4 separate regions of the Zea mays genome follow, and all the other regions are linked to region 1. The links are chromatin contacts, called in public Hi-C maps. All regions are on one chromosome and are shown on one strand. Each heading gives the region's core, a stretch centred on a gene start, on an enhancer-like site or on the middle of the called end of the contact. The rest is flanking DNA. Distances are from core to core; before and after follow the strand shown.

Region 1 (2,726 bases), core at 223-2,722:
TTTCCATCTCATACATACAGATCCACGAAATCACTCACCACTTTCATCATCATCATAATTCAATGCAGCTTTTTCAAGCAAGCAAGTTCCCATTTCACCCATGGCTTCCGCAAACTCTGTATAAATAGATTACATGTGACTGTAAGAACGACAGATGAAATATCTGATGTGAAGATAGGGACAGTTTTATTTCATTAGAAGTAAAAATAGCAATCACCATATACACTATTTGTCGTTGCGGCTGCAGCTGAAAGCAAGCTATCGTAACAGTTCCTCATATCTTCCATTTCCTGCAAAGTACAATTCCATGTTTGTTGCAAAAGGTGGGTTAAATTTTTTTAATTTCCACTAGAGGGCAGTTGTGGCCCCAAATCTTTTCTTCCTATTACAGTTCACATGAGAAAGTGAATGACTTGTGAATTTGTCTGAAAATTTAAATCATGGATCAGCTTATAGTCCTGTCAAACTTGTACCATATAATAAACTTCAATCACTATCCAACATCACATTCATGTCTGAACAGCTTTCACCATAATTTATCCATTAAGATGCAGTCAAGTAAAGACAGGAACTGTTCATTGTATCTGAGACGGAAATGCTGAAAAAAAAGACTCAATTCCCCTGAATTTCAGAAAACGTATTTCCACTGGTATTGAATATAATAACGCCCAGCAGGCAATGCTAGGTTAAACAAATGATCAGTTCCTCTCATGACGACTTTGAATTGCTGACTGTAGACGAGTTCTAGATAGCTACTTTCTGCGACCCAAGCTTCCTACCGTGGACTTTGACCAGGAAGAAACAGGCCACAAAATGAATACTATGTGCTTCTGGACTCCAAATCTCTAGTGGCCACAATAATACATGAAAGCGATCAAATCCACACATTTCACTGATCATATCCAAATAATGTATGAACAGATTACTAAGTAGAATTCCCAGTCTAAAAGAAAAAGCGCAAAACTATATATAAGAAATAAACACGAAAAAGGATTTATAGCTCAGAAAAGAATGTATAGGCGAAGGTCATTCGATCCTAAAAAATCATCGTGCCCCAGGAACAAATCACTGCGGCCAACACAGCCCATGAAAATCAGCGGCATAAGCAAGCGACGGGACAGCGGCTCCTCGACGAGCACACACGATCCGACTTTAACGCGTAACCACACGGCAGAACGAACGGCAATAACCGAGAGGAATGAACAGAGGCGTTCGCGGCGGAGAGGAGACCTGGGCGGCGTAGACGAGCTCGTCGAGCTTGGCGGACGGCGGGCGGTGGTCCTTCCTCTCCCTGTGGTGGTGGTGGTGATGAAGGGCGAAGCCCCGGAACCTGCGCAATGGCGATTTCATCTCCTTCCACCCTGAATCCCCAGACAGGAAACGCAACTTGGAATCGCAGGCCCTTGATGATGATTAGTATGGGGAGAGGGGGAAGGCGAGGCTGGCTTTCTTCGGCTCTTCGCTGCTGCAGCTCTCAGGCTGAATTTGGGACCAAAACTGATGTGGAGAGAGAGTCGGGGAACGGTCAGTCGTCGGAGAGGAGAGTCTTTATGGCGTGATTTTCGGAGAGAGAATACATGGAGTCATTTATTTTGGTCCATGTTTGACCAAACGAAACCAGCATGACCCAAATATATGGCATAAACAAACATAAAAAAGGTAGTTGCATGGCTGCTCCTGCTTAGAACTTTTAAAGGCAAGTTTGAAAGTAAGGGAAGAGAAACCCGAAAAGACAAGGAAGAAAAATCTCCCGAAAAGACAAGGAAGAAAAATCTCTTAGCACTAGTTTGGAAACTCAAATTTCTTTACGATCCCCTTCATTTCTGTCATGAAAAAGATCCACGGGTCTCTGAGGCCCACCGATCGGAGAGATTGTACGGGATAAGAATCTCTGGACTATATGGAATCACCGACTAGCAGGGGATAAGGGAACTGTCTACCCTGGAAGTGCTCGCCCCCGGATAAACCCCGAGGCACTAAGCTCGGGGTTAGGCGTGGTGGAGCTAGAGAGGGGGACCGCGCGAACCGAAGGAAAGCCACTCGAGGGGATTCCTTGTCTGGCCTAAGACTGACCAGCCATAAGTGGTCGGCTGCATTAACTATTTCTGGCACCGAGCCGCAGTAGAGAACAGTCACACCCGGATTTAAAGGATAAAGTTGGGTGCGTCTCATATGTGCGCCAAGAAAGAACATCACATATAATGACAAAGTGTATAGAAATAAATGTCATAAATATCATAAATATAATTATTACATAACGAAAGTCTTACAAGGAAATAAATAATGATAAAAACGAACTAAATATTATTTTCTGGCGCCACAGAGCTGACTGGGAGACGCCACCTAAATCAACATGTAAGCTTCATTGTAGGGCGGCTCCTCTTCAACCACCTTCTCTTCACATGTGGAGGGTTTATATATCGCAAGAGTGAGCTCACAAAAGATCATAGCTCAACAAGTTGTGGGGAATAATGTGCATGAACTCACCAAAGGTGGGAATTCATGTGAAGTGTAAGGCTGATCAACAAAATAAAAGTTGAAGGTGAGCATTGCTTTTATAAGTTGGTCAAAATTTTATTAGCAGTTACTAAATGTAAGTGAATACTAAACCATAGCAATAGTAAATTAAAATAATAATAAATCCCAATGCGATGCAAATGATAAATTGAATTTAATTCTATAAGTTAATCATGTGAGTGTCCGAGCCGCTCATGACCGTGAGCACG
Region 2 (2,959 bases), core at 40-2,539, 280 kb before region 1:
GTTTATCAAGGATGTCTAAATTTGTAAATGAGGAAATAACATTAGGGACTTCCTAATTCTAAATTTTCTACTCCTAGTAATAAAAAAGAAACTTTAACAGAACTTTTGTTGCATAAACAAAGCAAAAAATAAAAAGGCAAGTTTCAAAAAAAATCAACAATCAGATCTCTGTTAACATAATCAAAGATTAGATGAATCGAACTATTACAAATTTATATCTAAAGAAATCCCTGGGATTGACTTGTGTGGACAGCATTACATATGATGCTACCGTGATGAACATGATCCAGATAAAAGTAACCAACTAATGTTACCTAGCAGAACATCAAGGTCAAACATTTGATGCCATCATCTAAGTGAGGCTCAATTACCAAATTAGAAACGATATATGCTTCAGTGAACCGACAAACAGTATTTATTGTTTCAGCTGCTAGAAATGCCATAAAAATGCCTATGTATTGTGCAAATAAGATTTCAGGCGGAATAAACATCATCTTTTGCCATCTCAACAATCTGAGTTAATGAATGAGGAGGCAAAATGCTCTAGAATAGTAAATTTTTAGCACCAAATGTGAGTCAAGCCCCCAACCGTGCCCCAGCGGCGGGATCGAGAGCCAAGCTCGGCGACCGAGAGGCGGTGCAGGACCGGTCGAACAGGTTGCGCAGTCGGCCCCGTCTGGATCTGCTTGAGCTGGCTTTTCTAGAGCTGGCCAGGGAAGCCACTTCCTAAAGAAGTACTATACAAAAAAGCTATGCGTTTGGTGTCCATCTTATTGTTTGGGATTCTTCTTCTTACATAGACCTACATCTAAGTGAGTCGGAGCGCACACCTTCACGAGAAGGGCGTAACTTCGGCGCTCCTCGGCAGGCACAAGCGGAGGTCAGCGCGGAGATGGGTCAATTTGCAGCTCTGGACGTCGATTTGGCCGGAGACGGGTCGAATTGCTATGCAGCGCGTCGATCTGCTCGGAGACGGCTCGATTTACGGCGTACGGCGCCGATTCGCCGAAACCAAGGGTGGCGGAGCACGTTTGATCTGCGTGGGTGCCTGCCGTCTTCTTCCTCTCCACCAATCTACTGCAGATACTTGGGCCTGCCTGCTGCCCACGGTTGGAACGAGGACGGAGGCGGCGGAGGAAGGTACGGGCGGGACGGGGGACGGGGGCTAGCGGGTGTGCGTGTGACTTGTGTGAGGGAAAAGGCCAGCAGTAGCTGGCGGCTCGCCCCTTGCACGAAAATGCTGGGGCCGAGGAGTTTTTTTTTCTACTAATCGGTAAGAAGTGGTGTTTGTGAAGGTGGCCCGACCACCTGACTGCGCTTCTAGGCTGCAATTTTAGTGATTGTGTTGTTTGGTCCATTTGAGAGCTCGGTTGTGCGCGTGCACATTAACCCCTCCCCCTTCCCCCACCTAGCTCTAGGAAACACCCCTAGGGTTCGTCTTTTGTGAGCTCGGTTGCTCGCGGCGCAAGGCGAGTGATTCGGGGGCGCTCTCGCGTGTCGATGGGTGGCTCGCGCGGGAAGGCGAAACCTCCACGTGTGCGCTCCACACCAGCGAATCCTCCTGCGTGAGAGACCGATGGTGCTGAGCAGTTGTTCGTGGCGACGGTGAGCTCCTCTGGCAGGGTTCGTCTCTGTTCCCTGTCTTTGAGGTTGCTCGACGCACGCTGCTCCGGCTGCTGTGGGGACTCTGAGGTGTTGGACTTCTTCCTCTTTGTGCCCGTCGGCTACTTCTACTTCCAGTCTGCTTCCTCTACTTTGAGATCTACTTGGTGTTTGTTGCTACGACCCCGGGCCCAAGGTGAAATCGGCATGTAATCTTCTATTTCTTCTAGTTGTTGAATCCGTTAGGGTTTGGTACAATATAGGTTGCTCATGATTTGTTATAGTCTGTTTTGGTTGATTTAAGGATGTGTTATCTACTTTGTTATGCTTGGTATACTTGCTGCAATTTTTTATTTTCATGTGGTTTGCTTTGGATTTATACTAAAATGGTCAATGATGTTGTCCTTTACGTGCACCTGGAGGTATATCTAGATGATGCAATCGTGCTCTTTTTCCTTACTGATTCATTGTGCAAGCATGTTGAGACCAAGCAGGGTATGATGAGCTTAATTCATCTATCATTTTTATATGCATGTAGATGGATCCCTCTTTGAGTTGTGAGTTGTTGTGTAAGCAAGCAGTTGCCTTGACAGTGCCATGGCTGCAAAGAGGGATGCCATCTGTAATGCTATCTGGGGAGGGAGGGGAACCTCTAGGATATGATGGGCCACATTATTGAATCCAGCTTGTTTACCCTTCTATGGAACTCATGTTTGTTTGATGGTCATGTAATAATATGATTGACATGACTGTGACCAAGTTTTCCCATTTGTGTTTTCTTGTTGTGGCCATGATTACAATGTTGATATTATTATCCTAATTTGTACATGCAAACCAGTGGTAAGATATCTTTAGTCTGAGATGGTGATCAGGGTGGGTTTGTGGCAGCTACTGATGTGATGACTGAGATGATAAGGGTTGGTGTTGGTGTAGTAGCTAGTGCTCTGCTGCATCTAGTGTCGGTGCTGCTCCAGCAGTAGCTGAACTTGTTGCTGCTGTTCCTGGGGATCCTAGGGCAATGAGGTGGAAAAACACCTCTGACTTTATTCTTAGGAGGATGGCTCAACTTCTTAGTGATGGTAGCAGGCCTGACAAGGTCTTCAAGGACAAGGATGTGAACTCTATGGCCAAAGCCCTTAAGGAATACAGTGGGGAGGCAATGAGCCCAGGTGTATAACCACTTGACGAAATGGAGGCAGAAATGGTCTAGGGTGTCTAAGCTCAAGGACTTTAGTGGGGCTTTATGGGATAGTGACACCAATGCTATCTTGCTTGATCAGGAGCACTACCTTGGCCACTGCAAGGTAGCACTATGATTTGTTTCCTATGTCTTCTTACCTTGCTTATTTACTTGTCT
Region 3 (2,853 bases), core at 173-2,672, 390 kb before region 1:
ATGATGAATCACCTCAAGAGATTACATAAGATTGAAGAAGATCATTAACAAGATTAGAAGCTATGGAAGCAAGATGTGGATCAAACATGAAATAGTGAAGAGGATGCTACAGACTTTCTCAGTAAAAAAACATGACACTACCTACCTTGATAAGAGAAAGTCCTTACTACAAGAGGATGACACTGAAAGAAGTACTTGGCAAGATTATCAACCATAAGATGATGGAAGAAGAAACCAAGTATGTCAAGTGTTTGTCCAAAGGTGTCGCTACTTTAAAGAATCAAGATGTTGCACTCAAGGGACCAAGAAGAAAAAAAGGCAAGCTAGTTGTTGAAGAATCATCAAGTGAAGATTGCTTAAGTATTGATATGACACTCTTCATTTGAAGCTTAAAGAGACGAAGAACCATAACTATAAGAGCAACAAAAGAAATGATAATTCAAAGTCAAGATCAAGGAAAAACCACTATAACTGTGGCAAGAATGGGCATTTTATTTCAAGTTGCCCTTATGAGAAGACGAAAGACAAAGAAGAAAAGAACGAAGAGAAGAAGAGCTATGTCAAGAATAAAAGTTATTCAAGAAGAGGCATAGCGGTGAAGCTCATATTGGGAAGGAATATGACTCAAATGATGAGAGTTCAGACTCTTCTAAAGAGAAAAGCATTGCAACATTGTCCTTCAACAAGTCATCACTCTTACCCAAGCTCAAGCATACTTGCCTCATGACAAGAGAGGGTTAAAAAGGTAAAAATCCATACCAAGCCACTCTCCTAAATATACATCTTGTAGTGATGATGACGAGTATGCATCTAGTAGTAGCTCTAGTGATGATGATGATGAAACAACTAACAAATCAGCCATGGTATTGAAATGAGATGCAATTCCATTTCTATTGTTTGGATGTCACTGTATTGGAGTTTGGAACTGGGTGATCTAATTCAACGCAATACAGAGGGGTGACACTCTTAATTGGGAGAGAGAGAGTTTCTAGTTATAGTTCAATACCATGGAATTGGCTCTCTGATTCTAAAACTCAATTCCATGTGCAACCAAACAACATAATTCATAAAAGCTTATTCCAATTCCCAATTCTGTGCACCAACATCGACATCCAAACAAGGTATAAAACTTATTTGATTTCGTGCAATGTAGAAGCATATTTGGTAGTGGCTGTAATGGATAGTTTAGGGCTAGTTTGACAACTTTATTTTTTTCATGAGAATCCCATTTTCTCAAGGGAAAATAAACTAATTTCTATGAGAAAATGAAAATCTCTTAGAAAGATGAGGTTACCAAACTAGCCCTTACAAACTCAAAACATCTCTAGAATTAGGGGAGATTGAAAAAAGTGAACTCATTCTACACTAATTTCGGAGGAAATTTGAGTAGCGTACAGCCGACTAAAACCCAAATCTTACGTACCAAAGAGTAATTCGGACTTCGTGAATAGCTGCGGGGGTTAAAATGACTTTCGCAAAATTTCGCTTAGCCAGCCAGCAAACCAGGCCGCTGAAATATAAAGGTGTTCCGCTGCACAAACTAGGGACGTATATGGGCTAAGTGGGCTGTACACGCGGGCAAACGAGATAGAGAAAAAGCCCGTGTTGGGATGGGGTGACGTACGACCCACTCCACCAAAGCACAAGCTCTCGTCGCTTCCTTTCCTTATCTTCTGACTTCTCCATTCCCAATTCCCACTACCGCGGCAGGCAGCTACCCCCTCCCTCTCGTCTCCTCCGCCACCTCTTCTCGCGTCTAGGGTGCGCCCGCCTCGCTGGCGTAGGGTCGGGACGGTTCTGCCGGTGCGAGCTCCACGACCCCTCTGCGGGAGACGAAACAAAGGCGTGGTAATCTCCCCGTTCCCAATTCCCCGTCTCAATATGTGAAGGGTGTCTGTCGGCGCGTCGTGGTTGGGGATTAGGAGTTGCTGGATGGAATTGGTCCCGCCGGCTCATCTCTTGGCTGCCCTGCATGGCGCATCTGCGGGTGCTTTCCTAGTGGGTAGCGCGGATGGCTCTGGCGGGGTCGCTTTTGTTGTGCGTCGCCTAGGCTAAATGTTGCCCACTTGAGAGTTGAGATTCTGCTGATACGATTTAGAGGGCGTCTTGTTGTCTCAACCAGCAACCATATCTCTTGGCTCTGTTTCGTTGAACGGTGGCTGGCGCCTGGCTGGGTGGGTGGGGTTGGGTGTTAATTCGATGTGGGATTCTAAAGCGTGTGCGCCTGGGTCGGCACAGAAAGGATGCATAATCGATTCGAGGAAATATAATATATTCGAGACCTGCAATCGTTTCAGTATGGTAGTTGCTATTGTATTTGATAGTTCCGTGAATCCTTGCCACCTTCAGATTTAGTTGCAAACTCTTTTCTTCCATCTGAATTGCCACCTTCAGATTTAGTTGCAAACTCTTTTCTTCCATTTGACTTGCCACCTTCAGATTTAGTTGCAAGCTCTTTTCTTCCATTTTAATTAGTTTGGTTTGCCGCATCTGCATAGCATTTTGTGATATTTACAGTTTTACTTAGTTCCTTCTGCAAATTTTCAGGGCTTGGTAGATACAGGTCTGGGATTGCCTTTTCCTAGTTCAACATGGAGGGCGCTCTTGTTCAGTCTGCTATTGTTCCAGCCGTTTACAGAAGCAGCTCAGGTCGGTTCCGTGTGCGTGCAAGGGCCAGAACAAATGCTACAATGGTGCGGAATACGCCAACAAGGACTCTTACTCTTGGTGGCTTCCAAGGGCTGCGTCAGACAAACTTTTTGGATACGAGGTCTGTAATTAAGCGTGACTTTGGATCAATCGTGGCAAGCCAGATTGCAAGGCCACGCGGGTCAGCCTCAAGAGGGGTGGTCC
Region 4 (2,700 bases), core at 185-2,684, 330 kb after region 1:
GATGCTCGTGCTTGTGCAGGCGGTGAAGGCGATGGGTTACGACCGCCAGGAGGCGCTGGTGTGGGTTGTACACCCCCCACACTCGCAGGAAAGGATGATGATACATTTAAGGGGAAGTAATCGATCATCGCCGACGCCAGCGATCGCCGGGCCAAGGACTTGGTGTTGTAGAAGGGGTAGCTCTCGTACCTGGCCATGCAGCTGAGCCGCAGGACCTGCATCCCCGCGCTGCCGTTGTACTCCCGCTCTACCACCGCGAGAGCGCCGCCGAGGCAGCGGCGGCAGTCGGCGCACGAGATCCCGGCGGCGAGGCACCGCGTGAGCCCGTAGATCCGTAGATCCGGCCGAGGCACCGCCGAGGCACCGCGTGAGCCCGTAGATCCGGCCGCCGCCTGCCGCAGTCGTCCCACCAGTGCCTACACCGATGTCGCTGCACATGTGGCCGCTCCTCGTGCTGTCCGCGACGACGGCGGCGAGTAGGCGCCTCACCGCCGCTTTGTTGGCGCCGACATGCGGCGGCAACGACGACAGCGCGCGGCTCGCGTTGAACACGGTCTCCGTGTGTTCGTCCTCGCGGAACCGGCCGGTGTCGCGGACCGAGTACCGGAGGAAGCAGGCGTCGTGCCAGACCGCCGACGTCGCGCACGCGGTCCCGGCGATGAGCTTGGACGAGGCTGCGGCTGTTGGAACCGGACCGCCCGACACACGGCGTGTCCGTCGGGGCCGGCACACACGGCGCGTCCATCCAGGCCGTCGGGCCGCGACACACGCGCCCGCACGTATAGCAGCGGGCTTTAGGTCTCTTGGGCCAACACTCCCCCAAAAAACTAGCCTGATAGGGGGTTGCACCCTCAACCTTATAAACCATGCTACCACACCCTCACCACACAATGTGGGACTATTCCCAACAATCTCCCCCTCACACATTGTGAGCCAAGATTTGTCTGAAAATGCATTGGGCCTACCTGGCTCTGATACCAATTGTTGGAACCGGACCGCCCGACACACGGCGTGTCCGTCGGGGCCGGCACACACGGCGCGTCCATCCAGGCTGTCGGGCCGCGACACACGCGCCCGCACGTATAGCAGCGGGCTTTAGGTCTCTTGGGCCAACACTCCCCCCAAAAAGCTAGCCTGATAGGGGGTTGCACCCTCAACCTTATAAACCATGCTACCACACCCTCACCACACAATGTGGGACTATTCCCAACAATCTCCCCCTCACACATTGTGAGCCAAGATTTGTCTGAAAATGCATTGGGCCTACCTGGCTCCGATACCAATTGTTGCCGTCGGCTGCCGGTGGTGCAGCTCGGTGGCGATCGACAACGCAGACGACGTACTCAGGGACGCACGCCGTCGCCCACGATTTCTCTCACGCGAAAATAGCGGATCTGAACTGAACGCAGGAGAGTTGTGGTGCCAAAACGTTGCACCATTTTCGTTGTACTCTTTGCTATTTATTCTTAGTGTTTACAGGCCTAAGACCCACGATCACCCGCCACACGCGCTCGCGCTGCGACGCGCCCGCCTGACGCGCGGGAACGCTCTTCATGCGCGACGTGGCGGTGACCACACTCGCCTCACCGTGAACGCAGCACGATTCAGGCTGAACACCACTCATGCAGCTATCTATTTGTGGAACACAAATATGCATTACTAAAACAAGTAACTAATAATGCAATGCATGATCTTGCACAGTGTGTGCGGGCGGCCCCGACGGACACGCCGTGTGTGGGCGGTCCGGTTCCAACAACGGCGAGGCAGGCAGTGCACTCGGAGGCCGACACGTCGGGGCTGCACTGCGCGACCCCGTACATGGTGGTCCGGTTCTCGGCGGCGACGTACGAGGACATGCTGTGGGACATGTGGGGGGCGACGCCGCCGCCGTAGGCTCCGGCGCACACGGCTGCGAGGAAGCTGGCGAACTCGCCGCTCGTGGCGACAGTGGAGTGCCCGGAGCAGACGGTCAGGGTGGGCTGCTGAAGACCGGCGCCGTTGTTGGACGACGGCGACGACGAACGCGCCGGGGCCGCCAGTAGCGCCGCCAGGAAGAACAACGCCACCAGCATGTTCGGTGCAAGCCGGAAGGTGCTGGCCGTCCACGGCACACGTACGGTGGCCGACGGCAACGCCATATCCTCACGACTCGTCCTCTAGATTAATTCTTTCCCATGGTCGTCTCTGTAGCGAGAAGCCGAGATTTTTTTTTTGGGATCCACGTACAGTTAATCGTGAAAAGGAAGCCGGGTGAGGACTATTACTCAGAATATGGGTCGAGCTTTTTGGGCTAGCACGAGCACGGGCCGAAAACAGGGGCCCAAAACACAGCCCGGCACGAAATAATATGAGTCGAGCTAGCACGGTCCGAAGCTGAGCTTAGGCCGGGCCTCAAATTTCAGCTCGTCGGGCCCCTCGCACGGCCCGCATAGATAGGCCGGGCTTAGGCCGGCACGGCCCAATTAACCTCAACCTGTTTAATTTATTTAATCTAGTAAGATGTCGACTTTATATTGTTATTATATTTAGAGTTTGTGTGGTTAAATGATGCTAAAATTGTTTAATATCTTTTATTTAGTAAGCTATGAACTTTATATGGTTTTAATATTTTGATTTTACGTGGTTAAATATATGTGTCGGGCTTGGGTCGGCACGACCCAACAAAGGCACGATATGGTTTAGGCCGGACTGGGCTATTGT

Evidence for each region. Hi-C and Micro-C count contacts between places; a contact is called where the count stands out from the background.
Region 2: a contact with region 1 is called in a Hi-C map of endosperm, with 1.9 times the contacts expected there. The contact joins the promoter of LOC100282812 here to the promoter of LOC100278683 in region 1. A contact is called at or near these places in 2 of 25 Hi-C or Micro-C datasets (ear and endosperm).
Region 3: a contact with region 1 is called in a Hi-C map of endosperm, with 2.1 times the contacts expected there. The contact joins the promoter of LOC103641592 here to the promoter of LOC100278683 in region 1. A contact is called at or near these places in 3 of 25 Hi-C or Micro-C datasets (ear, endosperm and leaf).
Region 4: a Hi-C map of ear shows a contact between it and region 1, with 2.6 times the contacts expected there. The contact joins the promoter of LOC103641588 here to the promoter of LOC100278683 in region 1. A contact is called at or near these places in 4 of 25 Hi-C or Micro-C datasets (ear, endosperm, leaf and 1 more).

Annotation. Positions count from the first base shown.
Region 1 is chr10:113,257,275-113,260,000 of Zm-B73-REFERENCE-NAM-5.0, reverse strand. It overlaps LOC100278683, which reads right to left and starts at 1,472. Exons shown (of 11, transcript NM_001371665.1): 1 at 1,231-1,472; 2 at 218-290; 3 at 39-116. The coding sequence starts at 1,350.
Region 2 is chr10:113,539,228-113,542,186 of Zm-B73-REFERENCE-NAM-5.0, reverse strand. It overlaps LOC100282812, which reads right to left and starts at 1,289. Exons shown (of 5, transcript NM_001155718.3): 1 at 831-1,289; 2 at 1-15. It also overlaps the pseudogene LOC118473581.
Region 3 is chr10:113,647,529-113,650,381 of Zm-B73-REFERENCE-NAM-5.0, reverse strand. It overlaps LOC103641592 (chaperone protein ClpC1, chloroplastic), which reads left to right and starts at 1,422. Exons shown (of 10, transcript XM_008664931.4): 1 at 1,422-1,848; 2 at 2,548-2,853. The coding sequence starts at 2,592.
Region 4 is chr10:112,923,153-112,925,852 of Zm-B73-REFERENCE-NAM-5.0, reverse strand. It overlaps LOC103641588 (cysteine-rich receptor-like protein kinase 6), which reads right to left and starts at 1,434. Exons shown (of 7, transcript XM_008664926.4): 1 at 1-1,434. The coding sequence starts at 221.